3 separate regions of the Mus musculus genome follow, and regions 1 and 3 are each linked to region 2. A link is a contact called in public HiChIP or PLAC-seq data. All regions are on one chromosome and are shown on one strand. The core of a region is the stretch at or near the end of the contact, and the rest is flanking DNA. Distances in the headings are between cores, read along the strand shown. Region 1 has its middle 52 kb from the start of Far1. Region 2 has its middle 26 kb from the start of Far1os. Region 3 has its middle 31 kb from the start of Pth.

Region 1 (3,962 bases), core at 85-2,584, 130 kb before region 2:
ATATGCCGGTTTTCAACTTTTCCTTGTCCTTCAACTTTATGTGAGCTGAGGGACTGAGTCAGGCTCAGATGTCTCTCCTTGGGAATTCTGAACAAAAGTCATTTGAACCTAACAGGACAGTTATCTGGAAGGGAAGAGAATTTCTGCTAGGCTGTTTCCCCAGATTTCTCTGAATTCCTAAACTTTTTGAGGTATCTTTTACAAACATGCTCTGGTCATGTACTCAGTGTCACTTCATGCCATTTTTCTCCTTCTAAAGATCAACAGTTTGATGGTAACTATTAGCCAGGATACTAACAATGCCACTTAGACTGAGCTCAGTGAAGCAGAGTGTGCTATGGAGAATTAAATGGAGCAAGATATAGGATTAACAACGTGGCTAATCTTTGGGACTATTTGATAATTTTCTAAAGACTAAGAGCATCGTGTCCCCAGAAAAATGTGTTTTCTTATGATATGAAGACTGAGGTTCATTATTTCAAGCACTCAGAGCCTTTAATCCATGGTTAAGACCATTAGGAAAGATAGAGTGGGGGAAAACCTAGGGCTCCCATTACACCACATCTAGTCATCATCTGAAAAAGACTGTTTCTTACTGTAGAGATATTTGCATATCTGTGCATATTGCTAATCAATTCACAATAGCTAAAAAGTGGAGTGAACCCAGGTGTCTATAAACTGATGAATAGATAAGAATGTGTTACATACAAAATGGAATTTCATTTATCTGTAAAGAAAAATTATTATGAAACTCATAGAGAAATGGGTGGAACTTGGCTGGTGATATCGCCTTTGCTGCCAAGACTAATGACCTAAGTTTCCTCTCTGGAACCAAAATAGTAAGAGAATCAACACCTGGAAGTTGACCTCTGACTCCTTCACACCAAATAAATAATTAAAATGGAGGGAAATAACAAAATAGTTGGAACTGGAAAATGTTGTATTAAATGAGGCAACCCAGATTCATAAGCAAATGTACATGCTCTCCTCTTATATGTGGAGTGTAGCTTTTAGTTATTATGTTTGTAGAGATCAGGAAGCTAGACAGAGACCATGAGATGGGGGAGGGGAAGAGGACTGAAGGAGGGAAGGTGTAATATCCAAAATGAATTCAAGACCACCCAGTACCTTCCCCCTTCAAAAAGGACTTTCCAAACTGTACTAGCAGGCAAAGTGCAGAGCCAGATAAGGAAGCTAGCTGACTAAACAAATGTAAAAACATACTTTTAGCGGTCAAAATGATTAAGCTTGCAACTACCAAAATAATATTAGCTGTTCTCAGAGAGATAATCATAACAAGATTAGCAATTCTCCTGCCCTCCGCCCCACACTGAATTCTGACAAAGACCACAAACCACCCTGACCTTGTTGGGAGAATTCCCTTGACGTTAATAGCTGTGACGTTAATAGCTGATTCATAAGTTCAAAATGCACTATTGCTTTGCTGAACAAATAATAATAACCCACCATGGGGGCAAGCAAAGTGAGTTACTAGTCCAAAGGGTTACTTAGTCACTATACAAACCAACCAATGCCTGAAAGGGCTACTTGCTACACCAATGAAAACCCTGTTACTCAAATTTACCCCTTACAAAAGTATAAAAAGTATAAAAAGTATAAAAAGTGTGTTCTTTCTTTGTTCTGGGTCTCTCCTCTGGCCTGCGTGCTGAGAGGGGAGTCCCCAACAGGTTGGATCAATAAAAATCCTCATGCGTTTTGCAGCGATGGCGGAGGTCTTTGTGGTCTTTCTAAGTAAGGGTCTTTTGACGAACTCCAACATTGGGAAGAGTAGAACACATGACATGGCAGCCCCTAACTGAGGAACTATGGGCAATTAATGGCTACTGTGAGCAGAGAGTCTTTTTTCTTTAAGGTTATGATCACTATTGAGTTGAAACCTATGCCCACACACATGCCAGCAACCACGGTTAAACTCAACAGGTTACAATAAAAAGACAAAAAGAAGAGACAAGAAAGTAAATCAGGAGAGGCAAGTGATGGAAAGAAGGAAATCCAAGGTTTGGGAGGGGCTAAGAGAGGAAACTGAGTGGTGGTAGATATGATCAAAGTACATTACATGCATGTATGGCCTTGTCATTTTTAAAACCAAGGTTGAAATATTAGAGAAATAAAAATCCTAATCATGTGGGATTTTTGATTGGGGGAAAGTGGAGAAGGCCTGTGGGAAAGTGGGGAAATAGTGGCTTACATGACAGAAATGATTGGATAGAAAACTATCCAATGCAGTGCATGCCCAGGAGTTAAGGTAGCTGTATAAACGCAGGCTGGACTCCTGAGAGTTGAAGTTTGGGTACCTAAGGCAAAAGTTGCCATGACGGATGAACATCCCCCAAGTTCTGTCTATAACAAGGTCTAAGGATATGGGGTTCTGGGGCCATTCATGGGCTGAAAAGACCAGGTGTGAAGCTTGTCCCTAGCAGCAACTGTGGCAGACATTATTTATCTGGGAGCCAATAAGCTCCAGATAAAGAAAGATAAGGAAGCTGGGAAGAATGACTGATAACAGACTTATCACTGACTTTGGCACAAGATTCAGTTTGTCACAAGAAAAATTAAATTAAAAAAAAAGTTTCATTACTGATAATAGAAACCTGCATGTATCAATTCATCTGAGACGACCTGGACAGTTAACTTTTTAACTAGGATAGCATCAATTGTGGTTAAACATTGCACATAGCTTGTGCAAAAGTTAATTTAATTACTTGAGAAGGTGAAGTAACTTTCTGTCCCTTAAGAGTCCCACAGAACAATGTCTGAAACTTGGAGGCAGAAGATAATCCTAGGAAACAGGAGTAGAGGTTGGAGAGAAATTAGCTGGTCATGAATACATCATGAAGCTAAATGGGCAAATGTAGGGAATCTCTCTTGAGACACTCTAAAGAACTATGTAAAGAGGGCCTGGCAGTTGTCCTGAAGACGGGATGGTGAGACATTTTCTCCAGGTGATTCTGGCTGCTCATGAGATTTTCCCAGGCTACTCTGTACAAGATGCGATAGGGCAGGGAGAACTTTAACATGGGAGCTGTTAGGCTGGGTGGGAGCATGCGCCCAGAGCAGAGAGAAACTACTTCCAGGAAGTAAGTTGATTTAGAAAAGACTCATCACCACCCCTGGCCCTTACTCCAGGAACCATTCAGCTCACACTAGAGCTGTTAGGTATTATGTTTCCAGTCACCTTTACTCCTGCATTTAGACATGAAATCAATTCCCTGTTCTTAGCAGCAATCCTCAGTCTTGCTCCCAGTCCCACCAGTTAGTTCTGGGTTCCATCGCTTGTTGGGTTCTATAGAAAGGTTTCTCAGACTCCTTGATGACAGAGGAGGCCACTGGAGATTATTCTAGACTGTGGACTTCTTTGTTTTGACCAGTCACCTATTCTTGGTCATTTCACATATTCTATTATTTTGTTGACATCTTTTATGTTCTTAAGGAGAAAGGATTATTTAAATCCTTTGCCTATATTTTGAGTTATTTGTCTTTCATGATTGAATGGAAAGAATCCTTTATTCATTACAGAGTCTAGTCTCTTATCCAGCATAAGTGGCATTCTGAGTTCATTTCTTTATTTTGTACATGGAACCACAGCAGCACCATTTGTTGAAAAGACTACTTACTCTTTTCCAACCAGTTTGACTTGGTAAAAAATATATCGACTGCGAGTTAGAGATGGCTCAACAGTTAAGTGCCGAGGACCCAGATTTGGTTTCCAGCACTCACGTCATGGCTTTCAGCCATTGGTAACCTCAGTTCCAGAGGATCTAAGGCCATCTACTCAACTCTGAAGCAACAGGCACTCAGGTAGTGCACATACATATATGTAAGGAAAATACACATTACAAGTCCAAAAATATGCCTAAGACAATATATTGACTGTAAAACATGGGGATTTACTTTTGGACTCAGATCTACTCTACTGATCCATGCCTTCATATAATGCCACT
Region 2 (4,079 bases), core at 661-3,160:
GAGCTAATATGCATAAAGGTGTTTCTAAGGGAAATGACATGAGTTTAGAAGAGTGAGAAAGAGAGGGTAGGAGAATATGACATCATAGGTGTTTATTCTGGACAGGCAAGTCACAGATGTTTTGAAACTGGGCTTGTACTGTGCTGCTTTGGGGTCGGCAGGTGACCAAGTCCAGAGCAGATGTGAGGGGAAGCCATTATTTTTATCTTTGCATGGACCACAGTGTCACTGTGCCAACCTGAGTCCTAGAGGCTGGGGAAGTGTCCCCAGAACCCATGGAATAGTTTCAGATTCTGACTTGCATTCTGACACTGGAGAGGGAGTTGGGAATGGAGCTTGTATCCACCAAACCAGTATGGTTTTGTCTAGAGCACTTTGGAGTCTGTCAGCAGTCTCATTTGTCATTTCTGGCTATGTATGGATCATCTATGTAGCCATAAGAACAGAGGTCATTGGCCAGGTAAGACCAAAGTGATGCAGAGAGTGAGGACCAAGTATGGGTTAAAAAAATTTATGGGTTGGTTCATAATCATGGTTACATATTCCTTGGTAACTAAGTATTTGAGGGCCATAGTACAGGGAATTAAAAGGCTCTGAGGGATTTGATTAATAGGCTTCATGTGTATTACAAACTGATGAATGGTGGGGAACCTGGGTTTTATTTTGTCTGTCCACAGCTACCCTCCAAGGCTTGAAGATGGAGACTCTTTATACATATGGTTGGCCACATGGCTGTGAACAGCATCTGCATAGTGTAGATTTTTAAAAAAGGGAGGGATGAAAAGATGCCTTGTCTGGAATCAAAGTGATGGAGGGGGTGGACACAGCAATCCTGAACAAACCAGTCCCACAGCTTTTGCTCTCTCTCTCTCTCTCTCTCTCTCTCTCTCTCTCTCTCCCCCCTCTCTCTCTCTCTCTCTCTCTCTCTCTGTGTCTCTGTGTGTGTCTCTCTCTCAGTTCTTCATGTAGGATAATAGCCCTCTGATACTAAGAGACCCAGTTCTCATCCAGGAAGCTGCTAAGAAAAACAACCACTGTCGAATTTGCCTTGTGCCCAGCTGACTGTGAGCTGCATCTTTGTGTTATCTCATGTGGGAAGAGTTGCCCTGGGGAAGCACAGTACCTAAGTGTTGCCCCCATGGACAGAGCCACTCTGTTCTTGAAAGAACCTGTTACCCAGTCACTTCTGTGTAGCCAAGGTATAAGCCCTGAGCAGTGAAGCAGCAGAGACCAGTTTGTTTTCCTGGAAGGGAACATCCTATTAACTCTATGTTCTGTGACTAATGCCATAGGCTGCAGCCCCAGACACCAGCTTTCAGGGCACCCACCACAGTCTTCTGTACTTCTGAGCCTGTGGAGAGAGCTGGATTGGGATGACATTTTCATTGTCTAGTGGTGTCCTAAGCTTGAGTCTTTTTCCTCACCTTCAGAAGATTAAGATTCCCCTATGTGCCAGTCAGCTTTCCACCACTGTGACCAAATGCTAGTGATAAAGCACTTATAAGGAGGAATATTTATTTAGCTCGTGGCTTCAGAGAACTTAGTCTGTAGTTTGTTGGTTTGTTGACCAATGGCAACATACTACATCATAGTGAAGGTGTGTGGTAATAAGGGAAAGTGTTTGTCTTATGGTGGCTGGAAAGGGCTAGAGTCTCAACAGCCCCTTCAAGGGCACACCAACTAATTAAGCTCTACTTCCTAAATGTTCTGTTGTCTTTCAGGAAGACCAGAGGCTGACAGCCAAGCCCTTCCTTTCAACACAATGGGCTTTAGAGCACAGTTAGACACCACATAGCATGCCATGCCAAAGACAGGTTAAGAAAGAACAAAAGCCTTTTACAACTCTGCAGTCAAGGGCTGGCTTTGCCTCTGAGGCTCCTCAGGCAACTCACTTCTGTAAACCTGTTTTCTCTCAATAGAAGTTGTCATGAGGATGAAATGTGATCATGTGTGTAAGGAACCCAGGGCACCGCCTGACTCAAAGTTAATAAATGCCAGCTCTTATAATAATTGACAAGACTAGCCTAGCAGGTTCCTGGGTCCCCCTGGAATGAAGACCCTGGCATAGGCTCAGATCAGATATTCAGACAATCCAGTGGTTCCAACTTTACTGATTGTTATTGTTAAGAGATGAGTAATACAGCAAACATTTGCTTTCTCTGAAGTAATGGTGTGAATTTGGTAGCTAATCCAACTGAGCCAATACTTATCTGCATCCACATTAGTTTGGAGGCTTAAAAGGGAGAGTGGAGTTGTTCTAGGGCCAGGATCAAGGATATGGGGAATCTAGGAACCTGTCTGCTAGAGCCCTGGAAGTAAAGCTAGGCACTGGGTTACATCCACAAACCTCCTTCCAGAAGCCCTCAGAGAATGTCTTGGGTTCCTCTGCAGATGAGAAGGAATCCAGTAGCCCTGAATCACCTGTAAGAGCACTCAAGCGCTACAGTCTCGTGGCTTCCTTCCCAGCTTGTCTTAGCTTGCCTTCTGTGTTGGTCAGGATTCTCTAAAGGGAGAGAATTGATGGAGTGAAGATATATTAAAAAGGGATTTATTAGGTTATATTACATAATATGGGCCTGGCAGTTCAACACACTGGAGAGGCTGGGAATCTTGTATTAGTTCTGTAAAGCTGGTTGTCTCAGCATTCCTAATCTGGTGCTGATGTCCTAGAAGATTCCTGGAGCTACTGGTCTCAGTCCATGTTGGAAGCCCAAAGCTGTTTCTAATATCAGCAAAGGAATGTGGTAGCAACAAGATAGATGAGCTTGCCAGAAGGAGTGAAGGCAACAAGCAAAAAGGGAAGTTTCCTTCTATCCGGCTGCTAGCAGAAGCTGCCGTCCACACGTATCTGATGAAGACAAGTCTCTCAGGCCAGGGGGTGCTGGCTTGCATTTTAATTTACTTCAGATTTAGTCAGGCTGATGACCAAGACTGGCTCTCACCCCTTCCCACGTCTGTCTACTCTTCCCTGTCTGTACGTTAGTTTCTCAGCCGACATGCTGCTGTTCCAGGCAGAACGTGTCTTCACTGTGCAAGCCTGTCTTTCTGTACCCACTCCTTACTATTCCTTCTCAATGACAGTACCTTTTCACTGCTGTCCCCAGGGTCCTTTGCACTAGCTCTTCCTGGAATGTCCCTTCCCTTCTCCACCAAGAGAAGACTTCCTTCATGAAAACCCAGCTCAGGTGTCATGTGCCAGATGTCACAGGAAGCTATCCCCTTTCCCCTGCAGGCCTCTCATGATGCCCACACTTGTCACTCCTCTCTCTGACATAGCAGAGAGTTCCTCTCCTAGATGTGTTCTTTGTTTGTTTGTTTCTTTTTGAGGAAGAGCGATCTCCTGTCTTACATTTCTCAAAAGACAAAATTACAACAAATTTCATCATAAATATCAATGACTTTTCTTCAGGGTTAGTGAATCAGGGCTATAAAATTGAACAGAAGCCATTGTGCCCAGCAGTGGACTCAAGACCAGTAGACCTCGGCGAACCTTTGCTCTTGACCACCCACAGACTTTCGGAACCGTGGCAGCAGTAACAGCAGCCCCGGCAGAACTGCTCATCATTGGCTGGTACATCTTCCGAGTGCTGCTGCATGGGTTCAGGTACTCCTTGCAGAAGCTGGCGCACACGGTGTCCTGGACTGGGCAGCAGGTGCTGGGGGACAGCAGGCAGCGAGCCCCCAACTGAGGCCCCAGCTCCCAGGCCTGGGCAGCTATGTCATCAGGTGTTCCTGTACTTCTCACCCAGCATGGGAGCCAGTGCAGTGCAGGAATGGGGGGGGGGGTCCCCTGTGCTCCTTCATCAGAAGAGCACTTGCCAAGGTCAGTGAGAGGCCGGTAGGCCCCCCAGAAAAGCAGCACCAGACAATGATGAAGATATCAGTTCCCTTCCCAGCCCCTTTGTCCCTGTTCTACTACCGGCCGGTGGGAGAGGAAGGGGGGAGAGGGGAGCAACCCTCGAGATATGAGCATAGGCACCACATTCTGATCGGACCAAGTCTGAACACTCCCATCTCAGCCGGGCAAGATCCTACCGTGGAGATCCAACACCCCACCAACCAACAGAATGGACATTCTG
Region 3 (4,052 bases), core at 1,209-3,708, 170 kb before region 2:
GGGATGTATGATGTGAGATTCGCAAAGAATCCATAAGAATCGTTGAAAAGAATAGAAAAATTTTATGACTATTTTAGTGAGAAATACCAAGATCACCTCAATGCTCTCAGAGAGGAGACAAGCTAGCCATCTTGAGATGACTACTAGATTAAGCAAATCAAGACTGTTATCAAGACAGTAGTATCTAAGTACCTCCATTTTTAACATTGTTTTAAATGAAAAGAAAGCTAAGTATGGGGGTACATGCTTGTGACCTAACACTTGGGAGGTTGAGGTAGGGGGATGGTGAGATGGAGGCCAGCCTGGACCACCTGTCTCAAACACACACACACACACACACACACACACACACACCTCCCAGATGACTCCATTTACCCAAGCCCTCTCTTCCAGTCCAGCTCCTCCAGCTTCTATTAGCATGCCATATGTATCAATTTTCTAGGGTGCCATAATGAAGTGCCAGAAACTTAATGGCTTTATTTTATCACAAGGCTTATACTGTCTGGTTTTGTGGGTCAACTTGACAGAAGCTAGATATAGAAGCTAGAAACAGAAGCTAGGCATTCAGAAAATGCCACCATAAGACCTATCTATAAGGCATTTTCTTAATTAACAATTGATGTGGGAGGGCCCAGCCCATTGATAGTAGGTCCATTCCTGGACTGGTGGTCCTGGGTTCTATAAGAAAGCAGGCTGAGCAAACCAATTAGCTCCATGGCCTCTGCATCAGCTACTTCCTCCAGGTTTCTGCCCTGTTTGAATTCCGGTCCTGACTTCCTTTTGTGATGATCAGTGATGTGAAAGTGTAAGCCTAATAAGCCCTTTCCTCCCAAACTTGCTTTTTGGTCATAGTGTTCATCATAGCAATAGAAACCCTAAGACAGGCTAGGAAGCTGGAAGTAAGAAGTCAAGGTAAATACAAGACTGTAGTCCTTTGGAAGTCTATCAGGAAGGATGCTTTCTTGCCACATCCTAGCTTCCAGTGGTTACAGGCAAGCTTTAATGTTCTTCGAGTTAATTGACATCACACACATCTTTGTCTGTATTTTGAGACAGGGTGTTTTTTTATATCCCTGTCTGTCCTGTAATTCATTATGTGGATCAGTCTGGTCTCAAATGCACAGACATTCATCGGGCTCTGCCTCTGAGTGCTGGGATTAAAGATGTGTGCCACCATGCCCCTTCCCCTCTTCTCATAGTGTCCAATCATATTAATTTGACTTCATCTTCATAGTTCTTTATTTTTTTTTTTAAATGATGCTCACGGTTTCTTAGGTGAGGGATTCTGCATGTCTTCCTAGAGAAAAAATTTGACCTGTTGCAGTTTCTAATAAGACTTGTATGTGAAGGGGTTAAGTAAAGAAACTGAAAAAAAAAAAAGGCCATTGCATTAGGGGAGAGAGAAATATACAGAGGCATTGGAAGAGTTCAGAACAGAGAGAAAAAGAAGCAAACTGGACATGGCCAGGGCAGGTGAAGCAGGATAACAGAGAATAGCATGTTGTAAGAAGGATGCATAGCTGCAGGGAGAGAAGCCGGGTGATCTGGAACAGACCTGGGAGTTTGAGGCAGATGTGAGGGAGTGAGAGGGCCAAGCATGCTAGCTAGCAAGGGGTATTTGAACTGTATTTTGAGCACTTGTGACTAGGGACTGTAGGTGCCTGGAGGCTAGCATGGGCTTTGATGTGCTGATAGACACCACAGATATATGTCAATGGAGAGCTACTGGTCCCTTCTGCCAGAGGCAAGGGAAGTTGTTTCTTTTGGGGGGACAGAAAACCTGTTGCCCACATTCCTGAGAACAATGGCTCTTATCTAACCACCAGAAATCCTTCTATAATCCAGTTTGAATTGAGCCCAAACTGCCATTTCAGAACATACAAACTGTCTGGGATCTAACACTTCTCACCTCTGATCCTTGAAGCCTCATCTCTCAACTTAGTCAGTTACTCTAATATGTTGCTGAATCTGATTTGTTTTTGAGATAGAGTCTTGCTATGTAACCCAATTCAGTTTAGCCTAATTTCCTCTTTTATTTCTCTCCCTTCCTGCAGCTCCAGATAAAGTAGTTCACTGTGGGTCTCCTGTCTCCTGGAGGGGGGAGAGGAGGGGAGTGTCATTGGCCACTAGCCCTCGAGGGGAGGGCAGAGCAAGCAGAAGCTGTGAGCAGATTTTTGACTATAGTGAGCATGCCGGAAGCTCTTCCAGAGACAGCTTCAGTGAGACAGCTCTAGGGGATAGGTTACTGTTCCAGGAGTAGGGTATGTAATGGATCTTAAGAATTCAGGTGGAAAGGTCTAATTGGTGATAACACAGTGACTAATTATCATATGGGTGGGAAGAGTTGATTGGTCATAACACAGCACCTAATCATCATACAGGCAGGAAGCTAGCTGAGTCATGCACTCGGTCATTCTTCAGATAAGATCAGACATCTGTGTTCAGACACACTACAAACAAGGTTAGGCAGAGAAAGAGAAGCCCCACCCCCTTGTTGGCATTCAGTCTAGGCTCCGTCCCACAGTGTGCCTGAGTCACTATAAAAGGGACTGCTTGCTCCCTCCTCTCACCCTCTTGCTCTTGTTCTCTTCTCCCCTTGCCCTCTTTCCCCTCTCTCCCCATTCCTCTCCCTGCTCTCCATGTGCTCATGGTTGGCCTCCACTCCTCTACTCCCTCCCTCTCTCTTTCTCTACCTTTGTCTCTGTTACCCCCTCAACTCCCCTCCCCATGCCCTGAATAAACTCTATTCTATACTCTACCATCATGTGACTGGTACCTCGCAGGGAAGGGATGCCTCAGCATGGGCCCACAGAGGTACTCTCTTCCTCCACGCTATACTGCGCCTCTACTAAACATACTCCTGGCATCTCTTTCTTTTTATAAAACACCACACCCACTGAAAAGGGGGGTCCGCCATTTTGCACCAAGCTTGAAGACATAGTGGACATAGTGGACTATTATATAAATAGTGGACTATTATTATAAATAGCAGGGTTCTCCAATAGTGCATAGTCATACATACAAACCAAACACTTATATACATAAAATAAATCATTTTTAAAAGAGGTTCAAGATTGTTCTTGGCTACCTAGTGAGTTTGAAGCTAGCCTTGAGGCTAGCCAGGACTACTTGGGATTAAGTCCCCCAAAAAACCCAACTTTTTAATTTTTTTGGTGAGACCTACTGTGAAATTGGCTCTGTCAAGATGAAGTTGTGTAATTCCTTCCCAGCCATCAGCTATCAGAAACTCATTGAAGTGTATGATGAATGTGAACTTTGTACTTTCTATGATAAATACACAGCCATAGAAGTAGCTGATGGTTCTCTGGGGAAGAGTGGAAGGGTTATGTGGTCCAGATCAGTGGTGGGAATGGCAAGGTTTTCCCATGAAGCAAGATGTCTTCACTTGTTGTACGGTGCACTTGCTCTTGAGTAAAAGGAAATCTTATACACCAAGGAAAACTGAAGCAAAGAAGTACAAGTCTGTTCCGATGTCAATCTGGATAGTCTTGACTTAATTAATGGAAAGAAGGAAAGGAACAGAGAGAGAGAGAGAGAGAGAGAGCAAGCCATTTCTGAACTGACAGGTACTAAGGTGCTTTGAATGTTGGAGCCCAAAAGAACTAGCAGAAGCCCAAAACTTCAGTCTCTCTAAAGAGGATAGCTGCGATCAGAAAGCCCTTAAACAAAGAAGGTGAGAGGCCTAGAACAGAACATCCAAGCAAGATTCCATGTGTTCTGCAAAAATAACACTGGCATATTGCTCTGAAGAAACAATACACTGAGAAAAATGAGGGGGCTGCAGAATAAGCTAAACTTTTGGCTGAGAGAATGAAGGAAGCCAAAGAAAAAACCAGGGACATATTGCCAAGAGACTTAGGCTGTTCTCCCTGAGAGCTTTTACTTCTAAGTCTGAGTCCAGTCAAAAATAAGTCTTTAAGAGTAACTAATAAAGGATCAGCTCTTGAAAAAAAAAAGTCATTACAAACTATGGTATGAGCCACCAAGGCATTAGATTTGGAGTTACATAGGGAAAAAAAGGCTACTTGAGA

The links. HiChIP or PLAC-seq counts read pairs in DNA pulled down with a chosen protein or histone mark.
Region 1: a contact with region 2 is called in an HNF4G HiChIP or PLAC-seq map of pancreatic cancer cells. The contact joins two enhancer-like sites. A contact is called at or near these places in 3 of 484 Hi-C or Micro-C datasets (B cells, the G1E-ER4 cell line and nephron progenitors) and 1 of 115 datasets of contacts at active chromatin or transcription factors (pancreatic cancer cells).
Region 3: a contact with region 2 is called in a FOXA1 HiChIP or PLAC-seq map of pancreatic cancer cells. The contact joins two enhancer-like sites. A contact is called at or near these places in 1 of 39 promoter capture datasets (the C10 cell line), 2 of 15 datasets of contacts at CTCF or cohesin (large pre-B cells and pro-B cells), 3 of 484 Hi-C or Micro-C datasets (the HL-1 cell line, bone marrow-derived macrophages and nephron progenitors) and 1 of 115 datasets of contacts at active chromatin or transcription factors (pancreatic cancer cells).

Annotation. Positions count from the first base shown.
Region 1 is chr7:113,459,802-113,463,763 of GRCm38.p6, forward strand. No RefSeq gene overlaps it. Among named protein-coding and RNA genes, the nearest start is that of Far1, 52 kb to the right of the region's middle. Within about 2 kb of position 1,335, at least 8 of the 459 cell types and tissues checked have an H3K27ac peak or open chromatin away from gene starts, as enhancers often do. A contact at or near this core is called in pancreatic cancer cells, where this site is marked.
Region 2 is chr7:113,589,336-113,593,414 of GRCm38.p6, forward strand. It overlaps the pseudogene Gm33828. Among named protein-coding and RNA genes, the nearest start is that of Far1os, 26 kb to the left of the region's middle. Within about 2 kb of position 1,911, at least 43 of the 459 cell types and tissues checked have an H3K27ac peak or open chromatin away from gene starts, as enhancers often do. A contact at or near this core is called in the HL-1 cell line and pancreatic cancer cells, where this site is marked.
Region 3 is chr7:113,417,168-113,421,219 of GRCm38.p6, forward strand. No RefSeq gene overlaps it. Among named protein-coding and RNA genes, the nearest start is that of Pth, 31 kb to the left of the region's middle. Within about 2 kb of position 2,459, at least 75 of the 459 cell types and tissues checked have an H3K27ac peak or open chromatin away from gene starts, as enhancers often do. A contact at or near this core is called in the HL-1 cell line and pancreatic cancer cells, where this site is marked.